Regions from separate parts of the Mus musculus genome. Here all the other regions are linked to region 3. The links are chromatin contacts, called in public Hi-C and Micro-C maps. All regions are on one chromosome and are shown on one strand. Each heading gives the region's core, a stretch centred on a gene start, on an enhancer-like site or on the middle of the called end of the contact. The rest is flanking DNA. Distances are from core to core; before and after follow the strand shown. Region 1 holds the start of Zfp28 (zinc finger protein 28). Region 2 holds the start of Zfp954 (zinc finger protein 954). Region 3 holds the start of Peg3 (paternally expressed 3).

Region 1 (3,002 bases), core at 68-2,567, 350 kb after region 3:
AGGCAGGCAGAGTTCTGTGAGTTCAAGACCAGCCTAGTCTATATAGTGTACATAGTGAGTTGCAGGGCAGCCAGAGCTATGTAGATAGACCTTATCCAAAACAAAAGACAAACAAACAAAAAAACCCTTCTGAGATAAATGGGACAATGAAAGGGATGAATCATTTCTTCAACCAAGAAGGAACAGTTGGGATGAAAAGGAAAGAGAATCAGTTTGAAGCTAGCCCTGTAGCCCATCACTCACCGGAGTAGGAAGAAACAGCACCCAGGACAGGTCTCTTAAACTGAAAACTTTTCACAGAAAATAAACACCATTAAGTATTGAAAAGGCAAGACTGTTTCAGGAAGCAAAGAGGAAATGTGACTCACCTGCGACTTGGCTTTATGTCTAGTCCCTGTAGGGGCAGCTTCCTGTTTGCGGTTTATCTCCTGGAGGAAGTTGGTATCTCTGGAAAACAGAGCTGGAGGAAAGGAAGGACTAGACACCAAATCTACACGAGACTACACCGTGCATGAGCAGAGATGCCAAACCCTTATTACCCTGTGCGGGAGTAAGGACAGGGTAGGATGTGGAATCAGGTTGTCTCTTTTCTCGTCTTACTTGCATGAATATATGTGCACCACGTGTGTGTGCCTGATGCCCACAAAGTTCAGAGGAGAATGTTCTATCCCCTGCAATAGGAGTTAGGGATGGTTGTGACTCACTATGTGGGTGCTAGGAACCTCTGCAAGAGGAACAAGTACAATGGCTAAGCCATCTCTTGTCGCACTGGGAGTTTCATTTCTTGAAGCATTGACATGGATACAAGTCTAAACTAAGTTGACCCTGTAGTTGTCAACGTCCCTCCAGCACCTCTGCCTGACTTCTCTGCCTCAAGTTGAGCTTTCGAGGATTGGTTATTTAACCATCACAATCACGCGCCCAGAGACACCATCTCCAGCACCAAGGCCTCGAGAACCATCGGACCTTACCCTTCCTTCACACCCAGAATAGATTCATCTTTGTCCACTCAGCCCAGAAACATGACACTCACCTTTGTGCGCGGTCCCCGAGGTCACTGCTCCTTGCTGATCCTGGGAGGCCAGGCTGTTCCTGGAGCGCGGCCTTCCCCGGTCGGGGCTCCCAGGAGCAACTACAGTCCCCGCCGCCGGACCTCCACCAGGCCTGGCCTTTGTGCAGAGGGCGCCACGCCCCAGGAGGGCCCAGGGTTCGCATGACACTACACTCGCCATTCCCTGCATGTCACGCGAGGGGCGCACGCTCTCCTAGCCAGGCTGCAGACACCCTTCAAGGCCGCTGCTCAGGGACACACCCCCGGCAACACCCACGCCCGCCACGCCCTCGCCAGCCACGCCCTCGCCCTGCCCAACCCCGCCCTAAAAGATCGGACCCTCAGGCAGTTCCTCCGGAACGCACCGGAAGTGGACTTTGCTTGAGCACAAGGCCCCCTGGGAAGTGTAGTCCCCAGCGGAGAAATCCTTTAGAGCCCAGCTGGTTTTTACAAGACCCTGTGGGAGAACCGCGGGACCCTGCCGGAAACACGAGTCCCGCGAAATTCAAAACAGTTCCTCAGAGGCTTCTGGGAGTCCTGGTGACAATTGGAGCGTACGAGTGCAGCGGCAGGGCTAGTGGCGCGCGATTTGAGGTTGTTTGGAGGAAGGGGAGTTGGAGGATGCTGTGAATTGGGCTGGGGCAATGCGGGCTTTTGGCAAGTCCACAGTGGTTCTGGTTGCATGTACTTTTCAGTTTGGGATTCAGTTGCTGCCATTGCAATCTTCACCTCTCCACTAGACCACCTCGACTTTAGTGCCTAGTGTTCAAAATGCCCCTCTGTATGTACTACCAAGTTTTAGGTCTGCAGGTTTCCCCAGGTTTTCTTCTGCGGTGCCTCTTTAATATGTTCACTCTTGCCTTTAATCGCAGTGCCCGGGAGTAAGAGACAGCCGGATCTCAGAATTCGAGACCAACCTGATCTGCAGAGCGAGTTCCAGGACAGTCAGGGCTACACAGAGAAACGGGGAAGCGGGGTGAGGTGAGGGGAGCGCAGTTTATTCTTTGTCGGTTTCATACATGTATATATACTGTATCTTGATCATATCCAACACATCTCCTCTCCCAACCATCCCCAATACTTCCACATTCCTTTTGCCACCCCACCACACTTTTTTTTTAAATATAGCCCTGTTAGTGCCGCCTACCAGTATACCAGTGGAGTGTGACATGAACAATCTACCAGAGGCCACATCCCCAAAGAAAAATGACTCCCACTCTCTCAGCTGCCATCATTTGCTTATAGCTCCTCAGCTAGGTGTGGAGGGGTACGCCCTTCCTCTATCAATGGCTATAATATTGATCGGCGCTGGTAATTACCAGCAATCTTGTGCTGGTAATCAGTTTCTATGAGTTCATGAGCACAACATGCCCAAAACCATTCCACAGCACTCCTTGCCATTCTCAGACTCTTACATTCTTTCTCCTTCGTCTAATACGATGTTCCCAGACCCTTGAGAAGGTATACAAGAATGTCCCATTTAGGACTGTGAGCTGCCTATTTTTGTCATTCAGTTATCATCTGAGAGAGTGTTGTGTGGCTCTGGATGTTCTGGAACTCACTCTGTAGACCAGGCTGGCCTCGAACTCGGAGATCTGCCTGCCTCTGCCTCTGGAAGGGCTGGTTTTAAAAGTGTGTGTCACTACCGCTGAGCAAGCAGAATATTCTTTATATAAAATGTTTGAGAACAAAAGTGTTATTTTTTTTTCTGAGTGGTAAATATGTGCATACCGTAATGAAATATTTTAGAAAAGAAACCAACATCTAAATATAAAACCATTTATGCTTCACAAACACCTCATATAACCAGAAGGAAATTTTATACTAAAAAATTCTTAAGCAAAAACAATATTGCAGCATTGTCACCACAAAGATTTTTTGAAAGGTTGGTTTATTATTTTATGTAAATGATGCTCTATCTGTATGTACATCCGCTTTCCAGAAGAGGGCA
Region 2 (2,970 bases), core at 418-2,917, 390 kb before region 3:
CACATCAATGTGGCAGGATATTTAATATATGTAACATAGGGGACTTCAATTTAGTCATTGAAACTTGTTTTGTCACTCGTTGTCCTGGCTTGAATCAAAGGGTAACAAAAGAAAAAAAACAAAATCCAAGAAGGGCTGGAGTGATTGCTCAGCAGTTAAAAGCACTAGATGCTATTTCAGCCTTTAGGCAAAGAGCAGGCTACATCTGACTATTGTCACTCTGTTCTGTTGTGAGGCCACTTTCCTTGGACAAAGAATCCTTGTCCATCTTATACTGTACCACTTTGTGGAGCTGGTGCTTGCCACATTGCTTGCAGAAAGTCTGGAGTATCTTAGTAATGTTCACATGTTTACAGGAGTAGTACTGGCACAGAAAGGAAATACAATCTTCAGGAGAGTAAAAATAAAAACAATAAAAACAACCTTCTAGGACTGGATTGCTATCAGGGACATCAGCCCTGTGCCTGGGCTCATTATCCAGACCCCAGGGTTCTGTAACATCAGTAGACCGGGGACCATGTACCATCTCATCTGCATCAAGAGTTTGCAGCCCAGCTGACCCAGCTGACCTGAGAGGCTCATGAATAGAGGCATTCCTACTTAAGGCTTAGAATCAGTCACACTAAGGCAGCAGATTTCAGACTTGTCCAGATGTCAGAAGACAAAACCTATCTCCGCTCCTACCTTCCAACCTTGTTTTTCTTTTAGTAAAAGGGTTTCTTGTGTATTACTGGAAATTGCTCTGTAGAGAAAGTTAGCCTTGAACTCCAAGATCCATTTGTCTCTGCCTCTCAAGTGCTGGAATTAAAGGTGTATGAGCCATCTCTTCTGGGTATTGTAGTTCAGACAATGTGGACCATGGGAAACCGGGACAGTTGCAGAAGGGGAAAGTGGAGAAGCGATATGCATGAAATTAACAGGACTTCTGCGGACACTGTCATGATTACAGATACGCCCGTGTTCGCATTTTCCAGAGCAGTCTTGGGGGGGGGGGGGAGTACAGCAAAGCTTCCTAAATGTTCCTAAATGTTCCTTTAATTTTCTCTTAGCACAATAGAAGCATTAATCCTGACGACTCCATAGTGGTGTGAGAAGTGTCTGAATCTAGAGTCCTGTGGTGAAGGAATCTTTGAATCCAATCCAAACATGTCCTTTTCCCCTCTTCCATGGTCACCATTTCTGTATTTATTAGCCCACGAACCTGGCGAGTATCATTTCACACAAGGCAAATGTCTCAAATGCAAAATTCAACTTTGCCCGTCTCCTGTATTTCTAGACATCAAATAAAACAAGGTTTCACTATGTAGCCCTGTCTGGCCTGGAACACACTATGACAGCTTCGAAAACACAGAAATCTACCTGCCTCTGCCTGCAGTTCTGTAATTTAAGAGTTCCAGCAAGCCTGACCTTGTGACTCAGCCTCTACTATTTCTAATCCACATCTAACTCACCTAAGGTAGAAAACGGTGTGGAGAAAATAGTCTCCACGCCAGTGCCAAGAAATCCACTGAAACTTGGTCTTGTCAAGCAGGGCAGTTGTGTCCGGATCGCAGAAATTTGCTCCTGCATGAACTACATTGCCCAGAAAACATTGCATGAAACTCAGCCAATGAAAATGGGCATTTCAGCGACGGCGAGAACCGTTGGGCGGGACTTTTGGCTTTGCGTGCTGGAGGTTCTTTGTAACTTCCTGGACCCGTCAGTATGGCTCACAGAAAACTGGTGTCATCTGCTTTGGCCATGGCAGGAAAGCCGGCACGTTAAAAGCGTTTGTCCCCCGTCACAGAGACGGATCTGAGGTTTGCGACAGCTCGTGTGATCTGATCCAGGCTTCGAGTGCGGATGGCGACTTCCCAGGGCCCCACCATCCTCTGGAGCCCGATGGTGATTGTGGAGGCTGCGGGTGGAGCCCTGCCCCAGGTGAGTGCCTAGTGATCGCCCACCTACCTGAGTTCTAGAGCACTGAGATCTGGGTCAGGAGCCAACAGGGCAGACGTTCATGTCCCCGACTGTAGGGTACGGATGAACGAAATAATGTTTTTTGACATCTGTGTGCTAGATCGCTAGAGCCATCCCCTCTGACTCACAGTGCCTGTTGGACTGTACCTCCCAAGGCTTGTGGGCGGGCCTGAGCTCGGAGACAGAGCCCTGGGGTGACCTCTACTGGCGTTTTAGATGAGGGAAAAAGGGCCCAGTACCCCTAAGGACCTGACTTTTGTTTATAGAGAGACTGGTAGCCATGGAAGATTTGAACAGAGGTGAAACTTGATCTATTCAAACTTTCCCAAGCATCTCCGGGGGAATATTGAGCAAGGATGAAGTTATGTGGATGGAGACAGAGATCTATGAATCCTTAGGTAAATGCTGTGGACTAATGCAGCAGTTAGGGTTGTAGACCATAGAGGGAGAGATTAGTCTTCAAATATCTGAATTTTTTTGAGACATATGTAAACGAGGCTATGTAAACGAGGCTAGAATCAAACTTGCAATCCTTTAGAGTGATTGGATTAAAGGCAGGACCTCCCACTTCCTGCTTGTTTGACTTTAAAGTAGTACTTTCTTTCCCTTTTATTATTCATTCATTCATTTACTTACTTACTTACTTACTTATGTGAAAACATTCAGCATTTAACTAAAGTCTGCTGTGTTAACTACTTTTCCCCCTGGAACTCAGGTCTGGCTGGCCTATGTAGCCAGTGCTTGCCTCAGTCTCCGAGATCTGCCTTCCTTTGCCTTCCAAGTGTTGCAGTTAAAGGGATGCACACCATGCTTACCCAATAACTTTTTTTTTTCATTTTCCCCTTGGCTTTTTATAGAGACAGGGTTTCTCTGTGTAGCCCTGACTGTCCTGGAACTCTCTCTGTAAATCAGCCTAGCCCTGAACTCAAAGATCTACCTGTCTCTGCCTCCCTAGTTCTGGCATTAAAGGAGCGTGCCACCACTGCCTGACATCTTTTTTGGTTTTTTGAG
Region 3 (3,014 bases), core at 376-2,875:
CATGTTTTATGCTTATGAATCTGTGTGAGGTGAGAAACCCCATCTCAGGACTGGGGAATTAAAACTGCATACCCTATCCATAAACCCACCACTTCACTATCATCTAGCAAGCAAGCAAGCAAGCAAGCAAGCACGGCTAAGTCTTTCAGTATAAATATAAAACTGAATCCGAGGTATCAGATTAGCTATGCTCTTAGGTAAAATCGCTTTTAACCCATGGACCACGGTCTTGCATTTTTTCCTTTAAAATTAAAACAGTGCATTTTACGTGTCTAATAAAAAATACAACCCGGAGTTTTAGCAGACACACAAAAATACAATTTGTGGATTTACTGGAATTCAAATCTGTTCTGCAGAGTACATTCTTAGTCATAAGAAAAGATGCTCCGTAAATACCCCTGTAATTAGTCTTTCACACACCTGTGCTTATTCCCTTAAATTTCTTGGCAGTGAAATGGTTCCATCAATAGTACATTAACAAACTTTTAATAATTCATCGATTTTACTGCCAGGGAAGAAATACCATTTATCTGCCAAGGAAATTCATGGGCACAGAGAATAAAGCCAAAATCATCTTTCTGTAGTCTGTTCTCCCCTCCCCCATTCCTTTTCCTAGAGGTAACCAGTTAAAAATTTTTTTTTTGCAAATTGTTCCAGAAGCTTTGCCCACATTTGTATATTTTTTAACAAAGAAATAAATGAGAGAGAAAGAAAGAGAGAAAGAAAAAAAAAACCACTTACCATTTCGTTTCTACAAACTTCGGCAACGGGTTTTATTTCATTGGGATCTATTCCGATCCAGGTCCTTTATGGCAGCGATACCTCCGTTATTTTTCCTGGTGACATAGGAATGTCTTCTATCAGAGGCAGGCTTGGTAATCTACCTGCTTGCTCTCCTCGCAATTTCTTGCTATTCTATGCAGTGGATTCACGCAATGATGGTTGACCACATGCGATTCAGCGCGCTGCCATAAACCGCCTTCACCCGGTATCTCAGGTTGGCGTTTCGCTATGCAGACAGTCAGGTCAAGATTCTTCCAGCCATTTGCATTGTCCTGTGACTTGCGGTCTCTTTTGCCCCCTTTTTTGCTTTGCTTTTGTCCTTCCCTTGTTGGTTTCCAATAGCTCTTCGTTTATTAAGGAAATTAGCTTAGTGCTTGGGTGTTGCAGGCAGAAAAGTCCTTTCTTCCACCTTTATCGTTCGTGGTTAGACCTCAACGTATGTGTTTCTGTCTCGATTTTTCATGGTTTTTCTTTTTTCCCGATTTTAGACAAATATATGCTTGTCGTTTTTCCCTCTCTCTCTTCTCAGGTTTTGCATTGGGGCATCATTAGTAGGTATTTCTGATTCACCCCGATTTCTTTTGGGGGGGCTGCATCCCTTCACACCCACATCCCATCCCCCTTTTCCAGACTCTGCTTGGGGGCCCCTAACACTGACTCCGTTGACGTCAACTCCGTGCCTTGGCGCCAAGCTGTTGCCTTGACAACAGCAGTCTGATTGGCAGGGTGTGGGAGGCGTGGTGAGGGCCCAAAGCGGGGAATGGGGTCTTGGATTGGTTAGAGAGGAAGCTCCGCCTCTGCAGAGGACCCTGACAAGGAGGTGTCCCGCAGCCCTTGCTGCAGACGCTGGGGAGTCAGGAGTCGCGGGAGGACGAGCATCGGAGGAGAAGCGGAGAGATGTCCACCCTGGGCTGGTGGCGCCGCCGGGCGCCCGGTTCAGTGTGGGTGCACTAGACTGCCGACCCTGGTCGGGGTGTGTGCGTAGAGTGCTGTGCTCCGGGAGGTGAGTCAGCCGGCCACCTGGCTGCTCTGCAGCATGCACCCTCTTAGATACCGTCTGCAGAGTTCAGATGGTGTTTGGGGTGCGTTGCCGCGGGCCAGGGGCGGCAGACCATATCACGGCTCCCAAGGGTAACTGACAAGGCTGCAGACTGCGCCTTCGGGAAGGGGGAATCACCACGGAGCGGCCGTGTTGCCGCAGGGATGCCATTTAGGTGACAGGGATTTAAAGAGGTATTCTATAGGTCCAGGCCTCGGAGCCTCAGGGTCCCGCGATCTTAGGGTCTTAGGGCTTTAGGTGTGAACCACCCAGAATCCCGGGAGAATCCAGGCTCCCTGTCTCATCTGCGTGGCCAGCCACGCAGATGATGCAGAAGTCCTGTTACAAGACCACCACAGTGGACATCAGAGTGCCGTCTCTGAGCAACCTCTTCTGTGGTTTCATTTTCTTTGCTCAGCAAAGTCTAAGGGCTATGCGGTTAACCCGATCGCCAGGTCGTCTGGCTGGCAGGGTCTTCGCAATCTAGCCATCTACCGCTAAGCGCGGCACTGTTCTTGGGGGCGGGTCTTGTTTTGCCGCAGTGGCGGTGGGCGGGGCTGAGGGCAGCTTAGGGGCGGGACTAAAGCAGAAGCTGTGAGATACTTTTCGGCTCCACCCAGTTGGCGCCATCTTGGAGGGTGGAGACAGGTTTGCTGCACAGGCTTATCCTGATTGGCTGCCTATGGTGGGGGCGGGGCCATGGCGGACTCAGCAGGCCCAGCCCGCTTGGCGCCATCTTGAAATGACCGCGGATTTGCCGCGCAGGCGCCGCTTTAGCATCAGATAAAGAGACTAAAAGGCCGAAGTGGCTTGAGTCTATGGGGTGCTAGCTCCTCTGGCTCTTCCTTTGCTAGTTGGCAGTAAAGATGCACCCCAGTTGTCGGCTTATCTGACTGGCCGAGTGGCCTAGACCCTCACTCAGTCTTAGTTTGCCGCACGAATGCTGCCATCTCGCGGCCTTCCATTTAAAGGATGGAACGGCAGGCTCAAACAATCCATTTTTCTGTGGCTAGATTTTGGTTGCAGAGCCTCAAATTGACATCAAGTGACGGGTCTTTTGACCCTGGACTGTATCTGGCTCCATTTATGAGGAGCACTGTGGGGTTTATGAAGAGTTAAAAAGTGTCGCCCGGTTGTCTGGAGGGAGAGGCTATCGTCCTGAGTGACTGACAGACAACAGGACCTTGTTCAC

The links. A called contact is a pair of places that touch in the nucleus more often than the background predicts.
Region 1: a Micro-C map of embryonic stem cells shows a contact between it and region 3, with 6 times the contacts expected there. The contact joins the promoter of Zfp28 here to the promoter of Peg3 in region 3. A contact is called at or near these places in 1 of 39 promoter capture datasets (neural stem cells), 2 of 15 datasets of contacts at CTCF or cohesin (the NIH/3T3 cell line and embryonic stem cells), 11 of 484 Hi-C or Micro-C datasets (LSK cells, Sertoli cells, cardiomyocytes and 5 more), 15 of 115 datasets of contacts at active chromatin or transcription factors (the NIH/3T3 cell line, cardiomyocytes, embryonic stem cells and 5 more) and 3 of 9 other capture datasets (adipose tissue, liver and pancreatic islet).
Region 2: a contact with region 3 is called in a Hi-C map of embryonic stem cells, with 2.8 times the contacts expected there. The contact joins the promoter of Zfp954 here to the promoter of Peg3 in region 3. A contact is called at or near these places in 1 of 39 promoter capture datasets (liver), 1 of 15 datasets of contacts at CTCF or cohesin (the NIH/3T3 cell line), 4 of 484 Hi-C or Micro-C datasets (the N1E-115 cell line, adipose-derived mesenchymal stem cells, cerebral cortex and 1 more) and 6 of 115 datasets of contacts at active chromatin or transcription factors (astrocytes, embryonic stem cells, epiblast stem cells and 2 more).

The regions. Positions count from the first base shown.
Region 1 is chr7:6,381,633-6,384,634 of GRCm38.p6, reverse strand. Zfp28 (zinc finger protein 28) reads right to left here and starts at 1,317. Exons shown (of 7, transcript NM_175247.3): 1 at 1,034-1,317; 2 at 369-460. The coding sequence starts at 1,241. Zfp78 (zinc finger protein 78) reads right to left here. Exons shown (of 5, transcript NM_001025163.1): 5 at 2,030-3,002.
Region 2 is chr7:7,120,173-7,123,142 of GRCm38.p6, reverse strand. It overlaps Zfp954 (zinc finger protein 954), which reads left to right and starts at 1,667. Exons shown (of 5, transcript NM_172738.3): 1 at 1,667-1,920. The coding sequence starts at 1,843.
Region 3 is chr7:6,729,030-6,732,043 of GRCm38.p6, reverse strand. Peg3 (paternally expressed 3) reads left to right here and starts at 1,625. Exons shown (of 9, transcript NM_008817.2): 1 at 1,625-1,786. It overlaps Usp29 (ubiquitin specific peptidase 29), which reads right to left and starts at 1,461. Exons shown (of 8, transcript NM_001360502.1): 1 at 742-1,461.